Linked DNA regions of Mus musculus: all the other regions are linked to region 4. The links are chromatin contacts, called in public ChIA-PET, Hi-C and promoter capture Hi-C maps. All regions are on one chromosome and are shown on one strand. The core of a region is the stretch at or near the end of the contact, and the rest is flanking DNA. Distances in the headings are between cores, read along the strand shown. Region 1 holds the start of Eln (elastin). Region 2 holds the start of Bcl7b (B cell CLL/lymphoma 7B). Region 3 holds the start of Baz1b (bromodomain adjacent to zinc finger domain, 1B). Region 4 holds the start of Mettl27 (methyltransferase like 27).

Evidence for each region. Promoter capture Hi-C pulls out the DNA fragments that hold promoters and counts their contacts. A called contact is a pair of places that touch in the nucleus more often than the background predicts. ChIA-PET counts read pairs in DNA pulled down with a chosen protein or histone mark.
Region 1: a contact with region 4 is called in a promoter capture Hi-C map of liver, with 4 times the contacts expected there. The contact joins the promoter of Eln here to the promoter of Mettl27 in region 4. A contact is called at or near these places in 5 of 39 promoter capture datasets (the 3T3-L1 cell line, cranial neural crest, liver and 2 more), 2 of 484 Hi-C or Micro-C datasets (rod photoreceptor and uterus), 7 of 115 datasets of contacts at active chromatin or transcription factors (craniofacial prominence, embryonic limb bud, embryonic stem cells and 3 more) and 3 of 9 other capture datasets (adipose tissue, liver and pancreatic islet).
Region 2: an RNA polymerase II ChIA-PET map of memory CD8 T cells shows a contact between it and region 4, with 20 read pairs. The contact joins the promoter of Bcl7b here to the promoter of Mettl27 in region 4. A contact is called at or near these places in 2 of 39 promoter capture datasets (liver and stem cell-derived epiblast-like cells), 1 of 484 Hi-C or Micro-C datasets (embryonic stem cells), 3 of 115 datasets of contacts at active chromatin or transcription factors (bone marrow-derived macrophages, embryonic stem cells and memory CD8 T cells) and 1 of 9 other capture datasets (adipose tissue).
Region 3: a contact with region 4 is called in a Hi-C map of CD8 T cells, with 2.4 times the contacts expected there. The contact joins the promoter of Baz1b here to the promoter of Mettl27 in region 4. A contact is called at or near these places in 1 of 39 promoter capture datasets (liver), 5 of 484 Hi-C or Micro-C datasets (CD4 T cells, CD8 T cells, LSK cells and 2 more), 5 of 115 datasets of contacts at active chromatin or transcription factors (effector CD8 T cells, embryonic stem cells and memory CD8 T cells) and 1 of 9 other capture datasets (pancreatic islet).

What each region holds. Positions count from the first base shown.
Region 1 is chr5:134,742,792-134,748,720 of GRCm38.p6, forward strand. It overlaps Eln (elastin), which reads right to left and starts at 4,532. Exons shown (of 37, transcript NM_007925.4): 1 at 4,366-4,532. The coding sequence starts at 4,450. It overlaps Gm30003 (a long non-coding RNA gene), which reads left to right and starts at 2,921. Exons shown (of 4, transcript XR_868587.3): 1 at 2,921-4,517.
Region 2 is chr5:135,165,455-135,171,420 of GRCm38.p6, forward strand. Bcl7b (B cell CLL/lymphoma 7B) reads left to right here and starts at 2,918. Exons shown (of 6, transcript NM_009745.2): 1 at 2,918-3,144; 2 at 5,633-5,708. The coding sequence starts at 3,053.
Region 3 is chr5:135,183,979-135,189,729 of GRCm38.p6, forward strand. Baz1b (bromodomain adjacent to zinc finger domain, 1B) reads left to right here and starts at 3,345. Exons shown (of 19, transcript NM_011714.2): 1 at 3,345-3,778. The coding sequence starts at 3,672.
Region 4 is chr5:134,929,179-134,935,348 of GRCm38.p6, forward strand. Mettl27 (methyltransferase like 27) reads left to right here and starts at 3,195. Exons shown (of 6, transcript NM_024479.2): 1 at 3,195-3,232; 2 at 3,444-3,669; 3 at 4,295-4,423; 4 at 5,111-5,246. The coding sequence starts at 3,547. It overlaps 9030607J07Rik (a long non-coding RNA gene), which reads right to left and starts at 3,493. Exons shown (of 3, transcript XR_868588.3): 1 at 3,402-3,493; 2 at 3,048-3,210; 3 at 669-2,452.

The DNA of each region.
Region 1 (5,929 bases), core at 3,282-5,781, 190 kb before region 4:
TCTGCCTGGAAGCCCTCTGGAATGGGGGACTCATCAGCCCTCATTTTGTCTGTGTGGTCTCCACAGGGCTTCCTCCTGGATGGCAGCCTACTTCTCAGTCTCTCGGATTGTTTTCTCTGTTTTGACTTCCTCTCTTCCTTTCCTCTCCTTTCCCCATAACCCTTCCCTCCCCTTTTCTTCCCTCCTTTTCCCTCCTCTTCCCTAACTCCCCTCCCCTCCCCTCTCCTAACTCTCCTATCCTCCCCTCCACTTTTCTTCTTTTTCCTTTCCAACACAGGGTCTTTCTTTGTAGCCCAGGCTAGCTTCTTGAACTCTCTAGGTAGCTCAGGCTAGATTTGTCCTGCTAATTACAGGCCTGTATCCCCATGTCCAGTTGAACTTGACTTTCTCTCAAGAGGGACCTCAGATATGCTCAGATTCCCTGGAGTACCCTCCCTGGGACCTCTCCTCTCCTGTCACCTGTTTATGTACCATCCATGTCTGACAGAGGGAATCAAGCCTTAGAAACTGGGCTGGGGAGGTCAGAAATGGTTATGAGCACTGATAATCCCAGCACTTGGAAGGCAGAGGCAGAAGGATTGCTGCAAGTCTTCGAGAGGCTAATATGTCCTACATACCATGTTCTAGGACAGCCAGAGCTATATATTTGAGACCCCAAAACGAAAGTGTGTTTTAACCTTAGGAAATTAGAGTCAGGATCAGTGGCTCACAGCTGTAATCCCAGCATTCAGGAAGCGGAAGGATCAGGAGTTCAAGGTCTCTCTCAGCCACATAGTGAGTTCGAGACCAACTAGGGCTATATGAAACTCCATCTCAACAAGGCAAAACAAACACACAAACAAAATACAAATAGAAAGAAAAAGAAAAATCTCTACCTTAGAGGTTGGGCACACAGCTCAGAGGTAGAAGACTTGCCTAGTATACCCCAAGGCCATAGGTTCAGTCCCCAGCACCACAAATAAACAATAATAAATAAGGAACAAAACCTTAGAAAAACCAAAAATAGGAACGAATTCCAAGGGCTCTCAGCTCCCTGGCAAATTGCAAGAGAGTCTGTCACTTTACAATTTCCACGTCCCATGGTCATCTCAGTGGATATATTTTATATTACGTTATCATATTACATTATCATCTCAGCAGCAGCTGCTATCAAGTGGCCACTGCTCCCCTTGTCCCCAAACGCCGCTGATTCTTAGGGGGCTGGGCCCTAAGAAGTAGGAATGTTTCTTTCTTCTTGCAGGCCAAGGAAACCTAGAGTCAGCCCGATGAAGCGCCTTAGCATGGTATCTACATTTGACCTCGGATTTGCTGCCAGGAGGTTCAAAGATCACAGGGAGCGCGGGGCCAAGCGAGAGTCCAGTGGGGCAGCCTGGATTGAGCAGATAAAGCCTCACCGAGCTGTTTGTTTCGTGCACAGAGCAGGCTGCCAGGCACTTTTCAAAAGCTACCCGTGCTCCCGTGGGTGGGCGGACTGTTCCTTGCTCCAACAAGACACACAGAGCTGGATCAAGGGACTAACTCTTTGGCTGTGCATCAGAGGCACCTGGGGAGCTGTTAAAACCCAACTCCCTCAGTCAAGAGCCTCCGCAGATCAAATAAAGGAAGAGCTCGTGGGTCACAGCATTGACCCAGGCGACCGGCATGTTCATCGGGGTTGAAATCTGCTGAGATAAACCTTCAGGGAATAAATGACAGGAGGGATATTAAAAACATGTCTGGTGTCAGGGAGAGCATTGAACTTAGTTTTATGTCTAATGTGCCCCTCCCTCAACACACACTTTTTTGAAGAAGGAGTTTCATGTAGCCCAGGCTAGCCTACAATTCACTACATAGATGATGGCCTTAAACTCCCAATCCTCCTGTCTCTACATCTCCAAAATGCTAAAACAGGCAACAGACAGGCATGCTACCATGCCTGATTTTCTTTTTCTTCTGGTGACCTTTTACTTTCTTTTGGGTTGGGGGTGGGTGGGTAGGGTCTTACTACATAGCAGAGGCTGCCTTGGAACTTACTCTGTAGCACAGTTTCTGGGCCACCATACCTGGCTCATACAACCCTTTTAGCATAGAGGCTGAAGCAAGCCAGTATTCAAAGGAAATGCTATTACTACCTCCGTCAGTGACAAGGGATCACTAGGATCAGACAGGTGGGGGACTAGGTATATGTGACCAGTGGCCAACTCCTCCCAGGACTCTGACCTCTTTGGACTTCAGTGGAGTCTGAACAGATCCTGAAAGGCATCAATTCACATGCCTCTTACTTGAACCCGGTGACTCTGACCACCTGGGACAGAGTTTAGGTTTCTCGTCATAGGGAATAATGGCAACTGAATATGGAGTGATATCACCCAGGCTGCAAGGGAGGAGGGATTGTTCTGTCCTTAAAGGAAGACTCCGCCCCAGGGCTGTATCTTCCTAATATTCCCTGGCACCTCCCCCCAGGGCAGAAAGCTAGTTGATATTAGCTTCCAGGGACAGCTTTAGCCTATCCCAGACTCTAATTCTGTACCTTTCAAGAACTGGGTTATGTAGCCTAGGCTAGCCTTGAACTCCCTATACAGTTAAGCATGACCTTGAACTCCTAACTTTTCTGCTTCCTCCTCCTGAGAGCTGGGACCACAGGCATGAGCCACCACCTCTGGTTTAATGTGGTGCTGGGGATAGAATGCAGAGCTCCGAGTGTGCAAATGAGAACTCTCCTAGGCGAGCCACGCCTCTAGCCTGCTTGTAGATGATACTGAGACAAGATCTCACTATAGCTCAGGCTGCCCTCGACTCGATAGCATCCTGTGTCAGGTGTGGTTTTTCATGCCTAACTTCAGCTTCCCTATTTGTAAAGATAAACAGTTTCTTTATGATGAACTAGTATAACCATCCAGGGAGAAGGGTGGGCAAATGTTACGAGACCACATCTGGGGCAGGAGGGTCAGGTGACCCAGAGACACTGCTCTTTAATGGGTCCTCCCGTTGGTACCCACAAACCTCAGTCTCGTTCCAGCCCTGGAACTCTTGTTCTACAGTGGGCTCCTAGCCCCCAGCAAGTAAGTCTCATGGGACAGATGCTGTTCTTATTCAGTCTCTGACCACAGCCCTGTCCAACCCCGCCCTGTAGCCTCCTGTCCCCAGTCCAAGTTCAGGTTCCCACAACAATGAGGTCTCTTAGGGAAACCAGACCCCAGCAGATGGTTCATAGGTTCACACCTCTTTCCCCACAGCTGGATGCACCTTTCATCTGGGAGCAGACTCCTTCCTCCCCATAACCCAACATGCCCGGTCAGGATACATATCAGATGACCAAAAGGATACCTTGAGGCTCAGCCTCTGATACCAGCCATGTCCTGATTGCCAGGAGATGGGCACTTTCCCCAGCTCACGCTCTGGCCTGTATTCCATCTCAGCAAACCCTCATACAGGCATGGACTCGCTCACGCTCACACACACACAGTGACGTCCTACACCTGGGCACCAGACGTCTTTAGGACATTTTTTTTTTAAGACAGCCTGATAGAACCCAAATGGCTCACTAGGTAGCCAATGATGTCTTGAATTCCTGATCCTCCGATGACCACCACACAGGTATGTGTCACCACGCCCACCTAGTTTACTCAGAGCTTTGAGAATGTTTAGCATGCCTTCCATCAACAGGGACGTCCTCAACCCTCCTGGTTGCTCTTGAGACGGGGTCTGGTTGGCTTTGAACTTACATGTTGGGGGTCACAGGTGTGGCTCACCACGCCCAGCTGGGTGTTGGACTTTGGCAGATCCCATCACACAACTTCACGGTTTGCCTCCCTGTACCTCCATCTGTCTAGGAACGGACTTGTGAACAGACCTTCATACCATCCCAGACACATTTCCTTCAGGGACATGCTTGGCTAGAACCTCACACTGACACCTGTGCAACATAGTATGAAACACACACGGGCGCATACACACACACACACACACACACACACACACACACACACACACACACAGAATCCGAACATCTCCAAGCAAAGACAAACCAGGATTGTCTCTCCCCAGGCTGGTATGTACACAGGTGTGCACAGGTATGCAAACTGCCACCACCACTGGAAAGTACTCAGGTGACTCAGAGGACCCCTTCGAGCTTGGACAGGAGGTAGGGACCATCCTGACTGGCGGGAGTGTAGCTTTGACAGGACCCCTAACACGGAGCTGGCTCCCAAGAGGAGACAGTTCCCAGAACCCTCCCTGTCTCGAGGAGGGGGGATCTGGAGCTGAAGGGCTCATCCATCTCCGGGATTCCCCATCAGTCTTGCCACCTGGCCGGCAGGGTCCCGCAGATTGTGGACAGCGTGGGACCAGCGAGGGGCAGCGTGGGACCGGCGAGGGGCCCCTTACCTCCAGGCTGCGCGGGATGGAGGAGGTTGAGCAAGAGGATCAGCAAGACGCCAGGCTGCGGGACTACCGCTGTCAGACCCGCCATCTCGGGGAGGACTGCCCCAGCCTGCTCTCAGCGCCTCGTTTTATCCCCAAAGCGTAATTGCTGCCTGGTAGGCTGCTGTGAGGGAAGGAGGGAGGGAGAGAGGGCGGGTGAGAGGAGGGCGGGAGGAGGGGGAGCTGGGGGAGGGGGCCGCGGGGGAGGGGGCAATTACGAAAGGCCAGACTTGCAAGCCTCCTAGGCTGAATCTGCCTCGACTATGGGTCTATTTTCCTGCACACACACACACACACACACACACACACACACACACACACACACACTGACGCGCGCGTGCTCTGCCCCCCCCCCCCCCCATCGCTTTCCCGCTTTCCCTCTGTAGCTGTTTGCTTGCTCCTGGCCCTGTTCCCGCCAGAAAGTGCAAGGGGGGCCTTTGCCAGGACAGCCCTCTGGAGAGGAAGCAGGAGGGAGGGCCCAGGCAGCCCGGCCAAAAAATCCCAGCCCTAGCCAAGGCTGGAGTAGCCAGGCCCCCGCCCCTCTGCCTGGGCCCCAGGCCCAGTGTGGGGACACAGGCCAGCTGTCCCGCGCCTCAGCTCCCACCCTGGTCCTGCAGACACCCCAACACCCCCAAGCCTGGCTAGAGACAGGCTTTACCCAAAACTGGGTTAGGTAGGTTGATGGGGCTAAGGGAGTCTGCCTATAGAGTTCAAGGTCTGCGAGCAGAATTGTCTGGGAGAGAGAATAGGATAGACATGGTACCGTGGGGGCATTTTAGGAACAGATTAGAGACCTTGACATACGATCTAGTTCATCATGGTTGAGACAGGTCTTAGCCATCTGTTTGAAGCCTGGGAAAGGGTGTTGGATCTATGGGTCTATGGTTGCAGAGACCAAGGGGCTGAGGTCAGGCGAGTGGCTTGGGAGTGAGAGCCATGTATTTAGTGTCTCCCTAGGGCTCAAAGATGATCCTTGCATAAGGTGTTGGTTGGTTCTGTAAGGGCCACGAGCACAGCTTTGCACCGCCCCTGAGCAAGGCACAGTGTCCAACAGAGGTCATACTGGGTCTTAGGTGCCTGGTAGGGAACATGGAGGTGGGAGCTCTGTGCAGGTGACTATTAACTCAGTATTCTCCTTCTTGCTTGTTCACCACCTGTCCAATGCTCTCACTTGCATCTGGAAACTGATTCTCTTGGAGGCTCTGGGAAGGCTTGATGATGCTATTCCTCTACTGGCCAGAAGGGGGCAGCCTATGCTGAACCAGCAGAGAGCCCTCCAGGAAAGCTTGCGATCAGTGCCCTGGCCACCCTGTCCCTGAGCATATGGAGATCCTGTAAGGCTTTAAGGAATGTGAAGTGTAGGTCAGAGAAAGATTATGTCATTCTCAGACTCCTGAGTGTATGTGGAGTACTGTAGGACAGGAGAGGGAGATGGTTGCTTGCTGTATACAGGTCATAGTTGGTTAGAAGAAAAAGTCTAGGCCATAGGTCCTAGAGTCTTTCTCTTGTAGGGGGTGGTGCAGAGGGG
Region 2 (5,966 bases), core at 1,668-4,167, 240 kb after region 4:
GCTTGGGGAAAAAAATGGTTTTGGTTTTTGTTTTTTATTTTTAATGATTTATTTCATGTGCATTGGTGTCTTGCTTGTATGTCTGTGTGAGGGTGCCAGATGCCCTGGAACTGGAGTTCCAAACAGTTGCAAGCTGCCATGTAGGTGCTGAGAATTGAACACAGGTCCTTTGGAAGAGCAGCCAGTGCTCCCAACCATTAAGCCATCTCTCAAGCCCTATAGCTATGGTCTCTGCTTTCCCTTTGGCATACAAATTGCTGCTTGCAGTTGTTGTGATTTTATTTAAGCACAAATAAACCATGCATGTGAGTGAGCCGTCAAATCATTTTCTCCGATGCACAGCCTGGCCTTGGGGTTGGTGACTCTGATGCTGCTCTTTCCAAGATGACTTGCAGATCTTGGAAGCACTGTGTGCCGTCTCAGTATAAGAAGGCTGACTGTACACCAGGAGCAGTCACAGCTGCGTGATACTTTAGCCCAGGAACTTCTGGAAGCCCCTGGCCAGCATGTGCTTTTTTTTTTATTGCTCCCATAACCAATGTTGGGTATCAGAATCTGGCCCTTGAATCTTCATGGCATCCTGTTGGCAGACATCTCTGCGTTTATACCAGTTGCACTTAGTTTTGACATAATGGCCTGATTGGTGCAGGATGAGATCTTTTTTGTTTTTGTTTTTGTTTTTGCTTTTGTTTTTGTTTTTGTTTTTTGAGACAGGGTTTCTCTGTGTAGCCCTGGCTGTCCTGGAACTCACTCTGTAGACCAGGCTGGCCTCGAACTCAGAAATCCGCCTGCCTCTGCCTCCTGAGTGCTGGGATTAAAGGCGTGCGCCACCACGCCCAGCAAAACCAAGGTCTTATGGAGCCCAGGTTGGTCTTGAAACCACAAGTAGCCAGGGCTGGCCTTAATCTTGAGTTCCTGTTCTTCTAGCCTAAATTTCCCCAGTGCTGGGCTTACAGGTATATGCCACTAGATCCTACCTGTTTGAGAAAGGGTCTTGCTATTTAACCCAGGTTGGGCAGGTTTGGTTCCAGGCTACATGGGAAGACATTACCTCAAAAATTTTTTTCTTTTAAATTAAATTTAAAGAAGGTGGTAGAGAAACATGAACAGCAGAGGGAGTTCTTGCTGGCAATGGCTTGGATTTAGGTGGTGAGAGAAATTAAACATAGCTGTCAAGGGGTGGCCTTGTATTTGTGCTGGTTCGGGGAGCGGGTGTCCATGAACATAAGCAGTGAAGCTTAGCACACTGTTGGCCTGCCTTGCATTCTTTTCTTGTTCTTTATTTTCATCTCCGTAGCAGTGAGAACATCTTCTTCATTGTGTCCTTTGATGTAGGACATGTTTAGGTAAGCCCTGGGTTCACTTGTATTAGGTCATTTGAGTTTGATCCAGTTATTTCAACAGTAATCATTTCCCTGCATTTGTTACCTGGGCCCTTCCCCCCCGCCCCCTGCAGAAGCTGTTTAGGAATCCTTTCCCAGCAAACATGTTCAGCTGGAAGGCTGAGAGTCATGAATCAGAAGCTTCGCCAAGTTCAGGATAAGTTACACAGTCACTGGGAGACACACTCCTCTCCCTCTTCTTTGACGGGGTCTCATGCAGCCTTAAACTGGCCTCAAACTTTAAACGCAGTCAAGGATGACCTTGAACTCTTGGTTTTCCTGGAACTGCAAGTAAACCTCAAAGTTGATTCAAACAAGTCCCTCTGGGCATGCAACGTCAGCTGTGGGTCACCTCCTCCTTCTATTGGGTCTGTTATCACTGCTTTTCACTCCCCTCTTTCTTTTCTCTTTTTGTCCTTCCTCAACCCCCCAGAGAAAACCTCTGCATATCCCTGGTTGTCCTGGAATTCACTCTGTAGACCAGGCTGGCCTTGAACTCAGAAATCCACCTGCCTCTTCCGCCAGAGTGCTGGGATAAATGTGTTCATCACAGTCCCTGGTCCAGAAGTTCTTTCAAAAGAGAAATATTTATGTCCTCAGTACTTGGTCCAATGCACAGAACACAGGCAATGTTTTATCCAGAACTGAATTCCCTGACAGTGAAGTGGAATGCTAAAAGTATGAGCCAGGTGCAAAATACTCAGGAAGAGCCGCAGTGTGACCTGGATGTTGGAAAAGTAGTTGATTCAATCAGAAGAAATTTCCAGGTGGGTAGCTGAGAATTCGAAGACCAGAAGTCAAAATGAAGGAAGGTGTGATAATGACTCCGGAACACAGCTATTTAGACAATGATGACACAGATCTCCTTTTAGGTGAACATGCAGCGCATAAATAATTCCTTGAAGGGTCAGGGGTCATGGGGGATTAAAGGACTTGATAACAGCCTAAAACTCACTAGTGAAAACCAACTTCTACAAATTGTCCTCTGTGCCATATACATGTAAAGAAAAAAAAAAAAAAGAAAGAAAGAAAGAAAAAGAAAAGAAAAAAAGAAAATTCCAACCCCTTTGACCCCAGCACTTGGGAGGCAGAGGCTGGTAGATCTCTGAGTTCAAGGCCAGCCTGGTCTATAGAGTGAGTTGCAGGACAGCCAGGGCTACACAGAGAAGGAAACCCTGTCTCGGAAAAGCAAAATGAAATAAAATTTTCCGGTCAAATGCCATGGCACAGAGCACCGGAGAGGCAGAATCAGGTGGTTGTGAATTCGAGGTTGGCCTGGTCTACAGTATTGAAAATTCCCGGGCATGCATTGAAGCAGCAGGTAGGGAAAGTGGTGACTTGGAAACCTCATCCCACCACCACCCTCGCAGCCTCGCCTGGCCCACACCACGTGCGGACGACGATGGGCTCAGCCTGGCAGCAAGAGGGCAAAGGGTCTCTGGAGGCGCACAGCAGGGACGCCCCCGGGCGGGTGCGCAAGCGCGCTGAGGCCTTGAGGGCCCAAGGGGCGGGCGGGTGCGCGCGCTCCCTCGCGCACGCGCGCACGGAGGGGGGGCGACGGCCGCGGTGACGTGCTGCGGTGGCAGCGGGTGGACGGCGACGCGTGAGGCGCGTGATATCCCGCGTCTTGGGAGCACTGTCCCGGCCCCCAGCCACTCCCCGCCGCCGCCATGTCCGGCCGTTCGGTCCGGGCCGAGACCCGTAGCCGGGCTAAAGATGACATCAAGAAGGTGATGGCGGCCATCGAGAAAGTGCGGAAATGGTGAGGGGCGGGAGCGGAGGGGTTGCTGACGTGGGGTTGCGGGAAAGCCGGCGCGGAGGCTCGCCATACAGGAACAGGCAGGATGGGAACCAAGAGGCCGGCCCTGGGGGGAGGGGGCCGGAGCCAAAAAGCGAAAGGAGGGCGCGCCGGTATCGGCGTGAATTCAGAGTCCGCGTTCCCTGTAGCCAATCAGAAAGACGGTCGGCTCATGGCCCCTCCCATAGCTGTCATTAGCCGCTTCCGGCCGCTCTGCCTGGGGCGGGGCCTGGCGCTGCACAGTTGCACTTCCGGTGGAGACCTCGCGGAAATGCTGCTTGGCGGCTCCGGGTTCGGTTTCCGCTCCTGCGCAGCACAAGTGTCCGGTGATGTCCGTTGTTGCCGACTATTATACGATATAAGTGGTCGAAATTAAGCGGAAGTTTGTAAACATGGCACTTTTGGAACAGAAATTCCTGATATCTTGGATCCTTAGCCAGCCCACTCGCCATAGGTTTGCTCTTGGCGACCAAGGTACCCTGACCCTGCAAATGTTTATTGCAAACCCAGAACAATTAGCGAACAATTTAGGTCAGGATTTTATTGCTTTAAATTGTTCTGAACCAAGCCTCTGAGCCATTCACTTCACTTAACGATTTGTAATTTCCTTACTGTTTTTTGACCGGAGCTCCCTGAGGACCGCAGGCTGGCTTTAGGCTGGCAGTGATTCTTCTGCCTCAGTTTACCCAGTAGCTAAGAGGCCGCGAGAGTGGTTTGTTTGTTTTTGAATCAGTGTCCCCAATCCTTTGGCTGTCCTGGAACTCTCTTTGTAGGCCAGGGTGGCCTTGAACTCTCAAAGACCCACCTGTCTGTGTTTCCCAAGTGTTGGAAAATGTCTGCATCTTATGGCATTCCTCTGTTCCTATGTAATTCTCAAGTCTCTACCCCCTTTTGTTTTTTATTGGTAAGGAAAAGTATGTAGGCTAGAAAAATGGCTCAATGGTCAAAAGCACCTGGCTGCTCTTCCACCACATGGCCCCTAACAGCTCTTCTCCAGTCCCATGGGATACCATGTCCTCTGGCATCTGTGGGCACAGCACGTGTGTAATGCGCAGACACACACGCATGTAAAGCACCCACACACATAAAAATAATAAAATGCTCAAAAGAAATTTCAATGTAGGTTCCTCAGAGACACATTTTGAAATTCTAGCGAAGGTCACCTTCACAGAATTTTCCTTAATTATATTAGGTTGAACTGCAAGACATTCCGCATATTTGAACCAACTCCCATCCCCTAATTCTGAGGGTAGTGCCCACCACCTTGCTCACTCGTGATAATTTCTCTAGCACTGAACTATATATATCTACCCCAGCCCCATGTTTGACTTTTTAACTCAAAACTACTAACACTGCAGCAAAACACACCTATAGTCCCCTAGCTACTCAAGGAAGAGCTGGGGACTTGAGTCCTAATCATCATAGTGAAATGGGCCAAATGCCTTAGACCTGTGAGCTCAACTACTCAGGAAGCTGAGACAGGGGGACCACAAGTTTAAGGCCAATCTAAGCAATTTAAGAGTCCCTACCAAGGAACAAAAAAGACAAAACAAGCATTTTGAGCGAGTAGGGATGTTGCTTGGAGGTAAAGTACTTGCCTAGCATGGCCAAGGCCCTGAATTCCATCCCTGTCCCCCTCCCAGCACCCCCACACACACAAACACACACACACACACACACAGGAGGAAATGCTGAATGAGGTGAGGGCACACCTGGTTCATTTGGATTTAGAAATATTTGAGGCCTTCAGAGTTTATCTCATGGTGATCTTGAGTAAAAGCCACACAAACTTTTCTTGCTTTACTAATAGGGTGTTAAATCTGCCATTTCTACCTCAGGAAGACATGGAGGGGAGGGGTCAGTTTTGTTTGTATGGTGGGGATGGAGCCCATACCCTTGGCCAGGCTAGACCAGTGCCTCCTCCCACTGTTGTAGTTCCTGGCCAAAGAGTCACAGGCTACAAAGCTGTAGTTTTTCTCCATGAGTAATCTCAGTTACCCAGCATGCAAATGCTGCCTGTTCCTTTCTTGTGATTGTGCTTCCTTAAATGGAAGATGAACAGAGCAGCCTAGAGAGACTTAGAAATGATCTCAACCATCCTCATTGACTTCGTCTGCTGGCGATCAAAGTCAGGACCTGTGCATGCTGATAAGCCTGTTAAGACTGAGCCGCACTCAGTGCCTTTCATGTCCTCCTCCACCCTCAATTTGTGGCAGTCCTCCTGCCTCAGCCTCCTAGTGCTAAGATTACAAGCATACCCGTGAAAGCCACCGCACTCCCCACCCCTGGCTTTCATCTCCAGCTGCTGATTTCCTCGTGTCCAAACCTTCAGGATAATTTGATAGAGAAGTCTAGAAAACATTACAGATCAGAGGAGCAATCTGCTGAGACCCAGAAAACATCGTTAATAAACACAAGAAGTGTGCTTTATTAATTAATGCTCACCTTCTAGGGAGAAGAAATGGGTGACTGTGGGTGATACCTCCCTGAGGATATTCAAATGGGTGCCTGTGACAGATAGCAAGGAGGTAAGTGGTGGCGGCGGCGGCGGGGGTGGATGGGGGACAGTTAAGTTCTTAGTTTCTGTTTCTTGCCTCCTTTAATTATAAAGGAATTTATTTCTCTGAAAAGACCTCAGGCTCTCCAGGTAGAGTCTGTGTAAGACTCTGCTTTTATTATTTACTCCTTTATTCTCTTTAGTTAGATGGTAGCTTCAGCCCTGTTCCTGTTGCTAGGTCATTTCATGGTGATGTGAGCCAGTTCAAACCAGATTAGATTATAAATTG
Region 3 (5,751 bases), core at 2,095-4,594, 250 kb after region 4:
GTTAAGAAAAAAAAGAAAAAGAAAAACAAAAAGAAAAAAAACAAAAAACAAAAAGCAAACCCTCAAAGATAACAATAACAAAACCAACAAGACAAAACATGAAGCAAAATAATAATAATACCAAAAATAATACCAAAAACAACAAAATATGAAAGTAGGTCCCTGTAGTGGTACATGGGAGGCAGAGGCAGGGAGATTTCTGAGTTTGAGGCCAGCCTGGTCTACAGAGTGAGTTCCAGGACAGCCAGGGGCACACACAGAATCCCTGTCTCGGAAAACCAAAAACAAACCAAACCAAACCAAAATTAAAATAACAAACAAACAAACCAGGCCAGGCAGTTAATACCAGCACTTGGGAGGCAGAGACAGGAAGATTTCTGAGTTTGAGGCCAGTCTGGTCTACAGAGTGAGTTCTAGAACAGCCAGGGCTACACAGAGAAGCCCTGTCTCAAAAGAAATACACACACACACACACACACACACACATATACATATTTATTATGAAAATGTTTGATGAACTCATTATTACACAAATACATATAAACAATATATGCTTTTTTTTTTTTTTTTTTTTTTTTTGAGACAGGACTTCTCTGTATAGCCCTCGCTGTTCAGGAACTCACTTTGTAGTCTCAGCACTAGTTAGCAGAAGGGACCAGGAGGAACACAAGCAGAAGTTCTCAGCTGTACCTCTCATGAGGAAGTGAAGATCAGCGAAGAGTGGATACTAACAAGCATTGCTCAGCCGGCTATCCCAGCAAGCAAGCTCAGCCTCTGTTATTGTCTGTTGAGTCCTTTGAGTTTTTTGGTGTATTTCTCTCTATGGAGTCCTGACAAATGTAGCCCAACTACAAAATATAAGGTGGACCGATACATGTGTGTCATTAGTGAAGAATCCTTCATCATATGTCCTTTCACAAGCTTGCAGAACATTCTTTCTCACATGTCTGCTTCAGTGAAACATTCCTTCACATGTTTGCCCCAGCAAAACACCATCCAACACAACTGGCTTTCCAAAGAACCCTCAAATTCCCACTTCAGATGGGTGTGCTTAGAACAATTGGAAGAAAAGATTCAGAAGGCAATGAGCAATCCAAGGTACAGAGGAGAGGTGGATGCAGCTAGGAGACTGAGGCAGGAGGCCTGTGGTTTGAGGCTGGCCTGGCTACATGGCATGAACCTGTCTCACAAAACCAGGATGGCAGTGCCAGGTGGTTCTGTCCCGGCCCAGTAAGCGCATTTTTCTTTACCTTCCCTTTTTTCTTTCATTTCTCCTTTCCTTCTTTTGCTTCCTGTCCCTACTCCACCCCCTTTATGATAGGCCATAGTCCTGCCTGACAAGTTGCCTCTCCTTCCCAGTGCTGGCATTCTGATCTTCACGACCACCTAGTATCAGATCCTCAACTCTCCAGCTTTTACTATTATTTTCTTGTGTGTGTGTCTGTGTGTGAATGTATGTTTTGCCTGTGTGTCTGTGCCCTACATGTGTACAGTGCCCAAGGAGACCAGAAGAGAGTGTCAGATCCTCTGGGACTGAACTTACAGATTGTTGTGAGCCACCATGTGGGTGCTGGGACTCAAACTCTAGTTCCCAGCAAGAGTAGCCAGTACTCTTAATTTTGAGTCATATCTCTGGCCCCAACGTTTATTTATTTATACATACATATCCTTTAATAGGATTTTAATTAATGAACTATACATTTAAATTTATTATTGTTATTGTTGGTTTCAGAGTCTCACTATGTACTTATTTATGTGAAGAGGTGGGGGTGGAGTGGGGGTGTGAAGGCATGCCCACATGCCTTCAGAGACCAAAAGAGGGCGCTAGAGCGTCTTTGACCTTTTGAACTGGAGTTAGTAATGGTTGAGAGCCATTGCATGTGGATGCTGGAATCCAACTCAGGTCTTCTGCAAGAGCAGTATGTGTTAACCTTAAGCCATCCCTTTAGGCCCATCTTTTTTAATAGTACATTTATTTTTATTTTAAATTATGTGTATGGGGGGGGTATGTATACAGGGTTGCAAGAATCTACTGCTCTGGAGTCACAGGCGATTGTGATCCTCCAACACAAAAACTGTGAATCAGACCCAGAATCTCTGGAAGAACTCTTAATTGCATGCGGAGTCACTTCTCCAGCCCCATGAGCTTAATACATATGTTTTCTAACATAGCTTTATTTATTTATTGTTATAGGGATTTGCTATTCAGCCTGTAAGACTGTAGCCCAGGTTAGTCACAAACTCACTTAGGACCGTCCAGCTTCAAAAACCTGCATCACTTAGTTGCACTATATACACACACACATATATATATATACACACACATATATATGAATGAATATAGTCTTTTACATATGTACATACAGAAAACCTTCTTTATTATTCTTCCGTTTATTTTACTTTCAAGATTTATTTTTAAATTGTGTATGTGTGCACACGTGGTGGGGGATGTTACGTGCACGTGAGTACGTGCACCTGAGGAGGCAAGAGGAATGGGAACTCCTGGAGCTGCAGCCGGAGGCAGGTTCCAGCTACCCGATGTGGGAGCTAAGAATTGAACTTGGGTCCTCTGAACGAGTACAAGATCTTAGCCCCTGAGTCTGCTCTGCGGCTCTTCCTCCACATATTTTTAAAGAAAGTTCTTCATTATCCTTCCCTGTAGTCCTTAAAAAACAGGCTGTTAATCTCCATTTCTCAATTACAGTGATGCCGCGTCGGGGAAGGTTGGGGTCCTAGTCGCCCCAATGCGGAACTTCAGTTTGGAGAGGGCCTGAGTTACTTCCCGCCCAGTACAGCTCCACCCGCGCATCCCCGGGCGTGGCCGAGCGCGGCCCCTTTAAGAAGGGGGGCGGAGCGCGAGTGGAAAGACAAAGCCCCTGGCCGCGCGCTCCCCCTCCCCCCTCCGGCGCAGCACACGGACAGTGAGTGCCCGGATGTCGGTGTCGCCGTCGGTGACAGATGGCGCAATGTCTGTATCAGTGACAGGGCTTTTTGCTCTGACCTCTTTGAGTCTTCCGCTTTTCGTCCTCCCCCTCCTACTGCTGTCCCATTACTTTTGAAGTCCGCCACTGGAGGCCCGCACGCCCGTCCCCGGCTCTTACATAACGTGACCTTTCACCTTTTCAGACTGCCCTCTGCTGCGCTGCAACTCAACTTCGCGGCTGGAGCCCAGGGGGCGGGACTCGACCTCGGAGCGGCAGCCTCTCTGAGCCAATAGGCTGCGAAGGCCGACGAGCCCTCCGCCTATCGGAGCCTCCGCCCCAGGGCGCCACGGAGAAGCAAGTTAGTCTGTGCGCTGGCCCGGCAGCGGGGGGGAGGAAGGGAATCTCCCGCCATTTTTCAATAATTTCCTCCCGTGCCCGCTGGAGAGGAGTCGTGACTGGCGGCCGCCGCGGCGGAGATCGGCGTGAGGTGAAAGGCGCCGGAAGGGGCGAGGAGAATCTCTCCGTTTTCTCCCCTCGAGGCGTCCCCCTGGCTTCCATGGCCGTGGCGCGGTCCCGCCAGCTCTGAGGGAAGCCGGAGTTCGCGCCGCCCTCTCACCCCTCCCCTCCCCCATCGCCCCGGGAGCCAGGCGCCTCGCTCGCTCGCTCGCCCCGGGGCTGCCGGGGCCTAGCGCTGCGCAGCAGAGCGGCCGAGCCTTCGGCGCTCCGTCCCCTGCCGGCGCCGCCGCGATGGCGCCGCTGCTGGGCCGCAAGCCCTTCCCGCTGGTGAAACCGCTGCCCGGAGAGGAGCCGCTCTTCACCATCCCGCACACTCAGGAGGCCTTCCGCACCCGGGAGTATCCTTTCTCCGCGCGCGGTGTGGACGCTCGGCCGCGGCTGCGCAGGGCGAGGGATGGAGATGGCGAGATGCGAATGGGCCGCGCGCGGCTCGCGGGGCAGCTGTCACCGCACGGGGCCGTCCGCGGGCCGTGATGCCCGGGGCCCTGCTTTACCCGGGCTTGGGAGCTCCGCGGCGAGATCCCTCCGGGCCGTCTCCAGCCGTCCTTCCCGGAACCGCGCGCCTCCATCCCTTTTCCCCTTACTTTGTCCCCGGGGCCTCGGTGGTGATCGCAACACCAATCCCCTCCTCCCCAACTTGGCTTCGGGCCCTAAATGACTAGGGAGGGTAGCCGGGTTCCCTTTGCGCATTTTATTTCTCTCTCCTTTCATAGAAATGAAACCGTCAAGTTTAAGTTTTTGAAATTGTACCGGCGCAGCCGCGTGATCCGGCTTGTGCAAGCCTCTACTGCGTCTTGAGTGGGCTGTGCGGGGACACTGATGTGGCTTGTGGGTTTTGTTTTTCTCCTCCGGAGTGGACTTTAGGCCAGGGATGAACTGACAGAACCGTAAATCACAAAACCTGGCATTAACTTTTTACCCACTGAAGATGGGAAGGAGCAGAAAGGTACATTGATGGTTCTGGTGGCCATTTATTTCCTAGAGAACACAGAAGTTTGACACTTAGAAGTTTCATTTTTCCGTCTTTTTTTTTTTTTTTTTTTTTTTGAGGGAGCGCTTCATGTAGCACCGGCTGGCCTCGAACTCAGAGAGGCTGGACACTGCATTCCCGATCCTGTCTGTCTGTCTGCCTGTCTCTCTGTCTCTCAATCTCTCTCTCTCTCTCTCTCTCTCTCTCTCTCTCTCTCTCTCTCTGGTACGTGAAACTGGTGTTTTAGAATACAAAGTCAGCATTTCCAATCATTACTTTAAGATTTCTTGACCAAGCATAGCCTCTTAGTTAAAAGTTGTAGTACTTCCCCCCCCCCCCCCCCCGCCCCCGGTAGGGGGAATGTTGAATCTTTTAAGGCTTATTTGTTTTTTAAAAAGCTAAGTTTCCTTACCAAACTTGCCTGTCCTGCTATCTTTACCACCCCTTTTCCTTTGGAAAGATTAGGTAAGAGCAGGAAGGATTCAAGTGAAGTATTTCAGTTTGCTCTTGGCCTTTGCCTCTTTCCTGCTTTGTTTTTTGTTGTTTCATTTTTAATTGTCTTGTAACCTAGGTTGATGTCTAAGGTAGGTGTTGGAAGCTAAGTGTGACGTTTTCCTTCCTAACTTCCCAAGTGATGGAATTGCCGATCACCTGTGTAGATTTAATAAAATGTTCTGAATATTTAGGATACTTTTACTCCCCTTCCTTTCCTCAATATTTGGGGAATTTACCGTAGGGCCCTGCACTATTAGTAAGCTCCATCCTGGGCCCTCTGGTTTTTTATTTTGAGTCAGGGCATCATTAAAATTGCTGAGACTGGCTGGGAACTCACCATGTGGCTTAGGCAGGCCTTGAACTTTTGGTTCTCCTGCTTTAGCCTCCCTAGTATCTGGGATTAATAGACCTCAGGACCAGCCAGTACAGCTTCAGCCCTTCTAGCATCAGTTCTGAAAGGCAGTGTCCACCTACAGAGATTATTTTCCACCTTTTAATTTTGTCTGTATAGATGTTTCCCTGCCTATGTGTCTATGGAGCACTGTGTGTCTGGAGCACCCTGGAGGCCAGATTTGGATTGTGAGCTACTGTGAGGGTGCTGGGGATTGAACCCAGGTTCTGTGCACTTAACCTCACTGTTGACTCTAAGCCCCAGTTGGGTTTTTGTTTTTGTTTTCTCTTTCTTTCAGTAGGGTCTCACTGTGTGGCTCTGTCAAGGATGGAACATTTTGTAGAGCAGATTGGCCTGAAACTTAAAGATCTGCCATTCCATACCTGTTCTAAGTTCTGAGATGAAAGGGTTCTTGCAGCACCATGCCTGGCCTCCATGTAGGTGTTTGCTTATGT
Region 4 (6,170 bases), core at 1,945-4,444:
CATGGCCTTAGGTAGCACAGGTTATCCTCAAATTTGTTATGCAGCACAAGATACCATTAGGCTTCTTGTTTCTTTGTTTATTTTTAATTAAAAATAAGCCAGGCTGGCCTTGAACTCATGGAGATGCCTTTGCTTCCCAAGTGCTTTGGTCAAAGGTGTGCACCACCACAGCCAGGCTAAGGTTAAAATTACCATCCTCTTGATGTGGTGCTGGGGACAGTCTTCAGGGCTTCCTGCATGATAGACAAGAACTCCACAACCCAGTCCCACAAAGCTCCCCTTTTCTAATGTCCCATGAAGTACTGAGGGGTCCTTGCCTGAATCCTGAACCCCTCTGGAGCCTCAAATGTGTCCCCAGCTTGGTTTCTCTTCCGAGCTCAGGTCTGGGTTCCAAGAGCCTCAGAGAACCAGTCATGGTATCTGACACCTGCAATCGAAGCACTCTGGAGGCCAGAGGAGGAGGATTTGCAGCCAGGAAGACAGTGGAGATGCAAGCCTTTAATCCCAATACTTGGGAGGCAGAAACAGGCAGATCTCTCGGAGTTCAAGAACAGCTTGATCTATAAAGTTGCAGGACAGCCAGGGCTACATACACAGAGAAGACCTATCTAAAAAAAGGATTCGGAGGCCTGAGCCAGCCTGGGCTCCAGAATAAGATGTCCCAACAATAGAGCAAAACAAAACGGCCTCTCGGTCACTTTATTAGATGATTTGATGCAAACATCACAGAAACCTCAAATTTAGCATGTCCTCCTCCAACCAACCCTGCCTCACTCCTTGGTTTCCTGTGTAGAATGACCTCATCTGCAGCATCCTGAGTTTGAGCAGAAGGCCAGGGACAGGGAATGGCCCTGAGCTCCTGACTCTGCATCCCAGGTCTGTCAAGTGCACCACAGCACCCAGAGCTGTGTCTCCATGGGATACATACACAGCCAACAGAGCTGTAGCCCCAGGCTTGGTTTCTGGTTGAAACTGTCCCATCCAGGAAGGGAGCCACCACCCAGGATAGCTATGTAAATTATGAATACAGCTGGGCAGAATGGCTCACGCCTTTAGTCCCAGCATTTGGGAGACGGAGGCATGAGGATCTATGTGAGTTTGAGGCCAGCCTGGTCTATATAGTGAGTCCTAGGACAGCCAGAGCTACATAGTGAAATCCTATCTCAAAAACATAATTCACATATTAATTACTAATTAATCAATTAAAAATTATGAATACAGGGCTGAAGAGATAGACCAGTGGTTAAGAGCACTGACTGCTCTTCCTGAGGTCCTGAGTTCAGTTCCCAGCAACCACATGGTGGCTCACAACCATCTGTAATGAAATCCAATGCCCTCTTCTGATGTGTCTGAAGACAGCTACAGTGTACTCACATAAAAGAAATGAATAAATCTTTAAATAAATAAATAAATGATTATTATGAATGCAAGTAAAAGTTAAATTTTTTTCTCATGCATTAACCAATTTGGCATTCTCATTATCCATTCGTGGCTATATCTAACCTCTGATGAACAGTGAAGATTATAAAATCCTTCCTAAAAAAATGCTTTTAACTTAATTAAAATAAAATACTTCCAAGGACTGGGGATATAGCTCAGTTGAGAGAGTGTTTTTGTCTAGCATACACTCGATCCTGAGTTCAATGCCCAGAACCACATAAATCAGGCATGGTGGTACACACCTGGAATCTCAACCCTTGGGATGTAGAGGCAGGAGGATGAGAGGTTGAGGGACATCCTCGGCTACATAGAAAGTTGAAAACCGACTTGAGCTATGTGGAAATGCCGTTTTGTTTCATTCCACTTAGATCCTAAGGAGAAATGAAGATTAAATTCCCAGGTTCTAGGGGAGCCAAGGACTTCCCAGATGGCTAGCCAACTTCCTCCTCCTTCTTCTTCCTCTTCTTCTTCCTCTTCTTCTTCTTCTTATTATTATTGGGTTTTTTTTTTTGAGACAGGGTTTCTCTGAGTTCCAGGCTGTCCTGGAACTCACTTTGTAGACCAGGCTGGCCTCGAACTCAGAAATCTGCCTGCCTCTGTCTCCCAAGTGCTGGGATTAAAGGCGTGCGCCACCACCGCCCGGCTTTTTTTTTTTTTGTTCCCCAAAACATAATGATTGTTTCTAATTATGAACGAATAAATGATTCTGAGTTGTGACTGCATATAGGGGCAGATATTTGTGGCTTTCGAGCTTAAAACCTCTGTACCATTCCGGCTCTGAGGGGAAGTCCAACTTCCAGGTCTGTTCTTCGGTCCTGATCGATCAGCAGCGGTCTGAGCACAATAAAGTTTTACCAGCTGTTTAACTACTAAGATGAACATTGGAAGACGCAGTCTGCTCCCAAGTCGGTGCTGTTGTCCCTGTCTGGTCAGTTTCTGCGCCTGACTCAAACAAAGTTCTTGCTTTGCGTGGACTCTTGTGTCTGCATGGGTTGTTTTGGATTTTCAGACCCTAAGAAACCATACAAATACTAAAAAACGGGGATCAGTGAGATGGCTGAGCAGATCAAAGCACTTGCTGCCAAGCTTGAGAATCTGAGTCCCATGCCTGGAAGTCCCATGGTAGGAGGAGGAATCAAAAAATGGCTCTCTGGCTGCTACACACCATCTGCCCCCCCCCCCAAATAAATTGGTTTTTTTGTTGTTTTCGGGTTTGTTTGTTTTTTAAATACTGTACCCAGGAGCAATGGCACAACGCTTAAATCCCAGTTCCTGGGAGGCAGAGGTCCACCTGGTCTATATAAGGAGTTCCAAGTCACCCTGGGCTCCATAGCAAGACCTTAGAAAGAAAGAAAGAAAGAAAGAAAGAAAGAAAGAAAGAAAGAAAGAAAGAAAGAGAGGAAGGAAGAAGAAAGAAAGAAAGAAAGAAAGAAAGAAAGAAAGAAAGAAAGAAAGAAAGAAAGAGGGAGGGAGGGAGGGAGGGAGGGAGGGAGGGAGGGAGGAAGGAAGGAAGGAAGGAAAAAAGAGAGGGAGGAAGGGAGCGAGGGAGGAAGCGAGGCAGGGAGAGAAACTTTTTTATTTGTGAAAAAACAAAAACAAATCCTCACGTGAGTTTGAGATCTTCTCACGCAATACGCTCATTGGCTCAGGGAGGGTAGTCTGTCATTTCTTTCTCGGATTGGCTGTTTTATCTCACGGAAACCCAATCGTCGCGGTGCTGGAGGCGGGGCCAGGCTCTCAGACACGCCCCTCCACTTCCCTCGGGTCTGCCTGGAGAAGGGGGTTCCGCGCGGTGAGTTCTGAGCCTGTACCTTCTTGGAGACCCTTGTGGTGAGGAAGAACCCCACCCGCGCCCCCGATCCACCTCCGGGAATGATGGGCTGAGGCGTAGTCCTCCCTCCCTGCGCGGGAGTGCCCCCGCTCTATGAGCCCCTCCCCATACAAACAGCGCCTCGGCGTACAGGTCAGCTCCTGCCATCTCCCACTCAAGGTCTTGTTTGTAGCTTGGGACCGCGTTGGAGCACTGATAACCTCCTCCGCCGGGTGAGGGAGGACGGAAGACTGTGGAGGACCTCATCACTGGGTGGACTCTGCCCCCGCAGGAGAATGACTCAGGAGGAGGCTGGGCGGCTGCCCCAAGTACTGGCCCGGGTCGGAACCTCCCACGGTATCACCGACCTGGCCTGCAAGCTCCGCTTCTATGACGACTGGGCTCCGGAGTATGACCAGGTGAAAGCACGTGGGTCCTCGACTTTTGTGGCTCAGATTCTGTTTTTATAAGCAAAGCTAAAATAGTACCCATGCATCTCAGGGAAACTTGGAGCTGAAAAGAGACCTGGGAGATGTGCTCCTTAGAGACCTGCACCCACCCCACCCCCACCCACCCCGGCTGACCTGTAAGCAACCCCTAATTAATCCTGCAACAAACACGAGGAGAGAGCCTGCAGGAGGCGCTATTGAGACATCATTCGGTATAGACAGACCAGCTAAGAGCTGCCACAGCCAGTAGCCAGCCAGCTTGATCCCCACTAGTGTGGGGTCCCTTGACAGTAAGACACCTCAAAGCCGGGAGTGGTGGCGCATGCCTTTAATCCTAGCACTCGGAAGGCAGAGGCAGGCGGATTTCTGAGTTCGAGGCCAGCCTGGTATACAAAGTGAGTTCCAGGACAGCCAGGGCTATACAGAGAAACCCTGTCTCGAAAAAAAAGTAAGACACCTCAAGCTCGGGTCTTCTGTTACTGGGGTCCTAGGAGGATCTGAACTCTAAAACACACAAGCTCAAACTGGCAGAACTTGGGCACCCCACAAGGTGAGTCGTCTAAACACTATGTTGGGCTAAGTGCTATCTCCTCAGGATGTGGCTGCTTTGAAGTACCGAGCCCCACGCCTTGCTGTGGATTGTCTCAGTCGAGCCTTTCGGGGCTCACCCCATGATGCCCTGATCCTCGATGTGGCCTGTGGCACTGGCCTGGTAGCTGTGGAGGTAAGATCTGATACACCACCCTGCCTTCCCTTCAGCACCCAGGACCTCCTACATGCTACTGCTCAATTAGTCCTGAGACCCTGCCTAGTAAATTCTAGGCAGGAGCTCTACCACAGAGCCATGTTCCCAGCCCCTCCCTGGGGGATTCTAGGCAGGGGCTCTACCACAGAGCCACGCCCCCAGCCCCTCCCTGGGGGATTCTAGACAGGTGCTCTACATCTGAGCCACGCCCCCAGCCCCTCCCTGGGGGATTCTAGGCAGGAGCTCTACCACAGAGCCACACCCCCAGGCCCTCACTGAGGGATTCTAGGCAGGAGCTCTACCACTGAGCCACGCCCCCAGCCTCTTGCTGGGGGGATTATTGGTAAATCCTCTACCACTGAGCCACACCCTGAGCCCTTTAGTTTGCTTTTTATTTAGAGATGACACGGTCTCAAGGCTGGCCTTGAACTCACTCTATAACGCAGGCAAGCTTTGACCTGGGGATTCTTCCACCTCAGCCTCCAGAGGAGCTAAGAAGACAGGCCTAAGCCTCCACACCTAGCTCCCATCTGCTCCAATTCCCTCCCAGTTCTTGACCAAGAGCTCATCCTCTACCTCAAGCTCATTGATCCCAAGATCCAAGGAAGGGTCCAGTTGAGCTGAGGCAGGGGGATTACCCATGACTGATGCCACCTTCTCTCCCAGCTGCAGGCTCGGGGCTTCCTCCAGGTGCAGGGCGTGGATGGAAGCCCAGAAATGCTGAAGCAGGCGCGGGCACGTGGCCTGTACCACCACCTTAGCCTCTGTACCCTGGGCCAGGAGCCACTGCCCGACCCTGAAGGTACTTTCTGTCCCACTCCACCCTCACCCACCTTCCCAAGAATAGCATCCTCTGTTGTCCAGCCACCATCTTCACTCTGGAGTCCTGTGTGAGCTCTCGTCTCCATCTAGAGTCTGATGTCACCTCATCTCATGCACAGTGTTGGGCTTCTACTACATCCCAGTGTATAGGACATCTTTGTTTGTTTTTTGAGACAGGGTTTCTCTGTGTAGCCCTGGCTGTCCTGGAACTCACTCTGTAGACCAGGCTGGCCTCAAACTCAGAGATCCACCTGCCTCTGCCTCCCAAGTGCTGGGATTAAACGCATGTGCCACACACACACCCACCCTCCCACACACACACACCTATGACATGTTCTATTAGTTCCTCTTCTTATTGCTGTGGCAAAGCACCACACAGAACATAATCATGAGGCTCCTCCCATCCCCAGGGAGCTACTGGCAGTTGCAGGGAGAGTCATTTTCTTCAGTGATGTAGCCACGGGTAATTTGCCTGTGCCCCAGTGCCACCCCGCTCCTCCTAGTTCATGCAGGAATCCCCAGTAATACTCAGTGGGTCACAAACAAAACAAGACCTGAAAGTAGCAAGAGGTGCCAGGAGATGGTGGTGCCTACCTTAGTCCCAGCCCTTGAGATGCAGAGGCAGGTGGATCTCTGAATTCAAGGCCATCCTGGACTACAGACACTACAGAGCTAGTTCTGGGATAGCCAGAGCTACACACACACACACACACACACACACACACACACACACAACTTGATCTTGAAAAAAAAAAAACAAAAATAAATAGGGAATTTAGCCAAAGCTAGAGGAGCATCCTGGGTGGAATGGGAAGTTCGAGGGACCACACCACATTATAGTCACACAGCATCTTAAGGGGGTGGAAAAATGGCTCCCTGGGGAAAAGCGCCTGCTATTCTTACA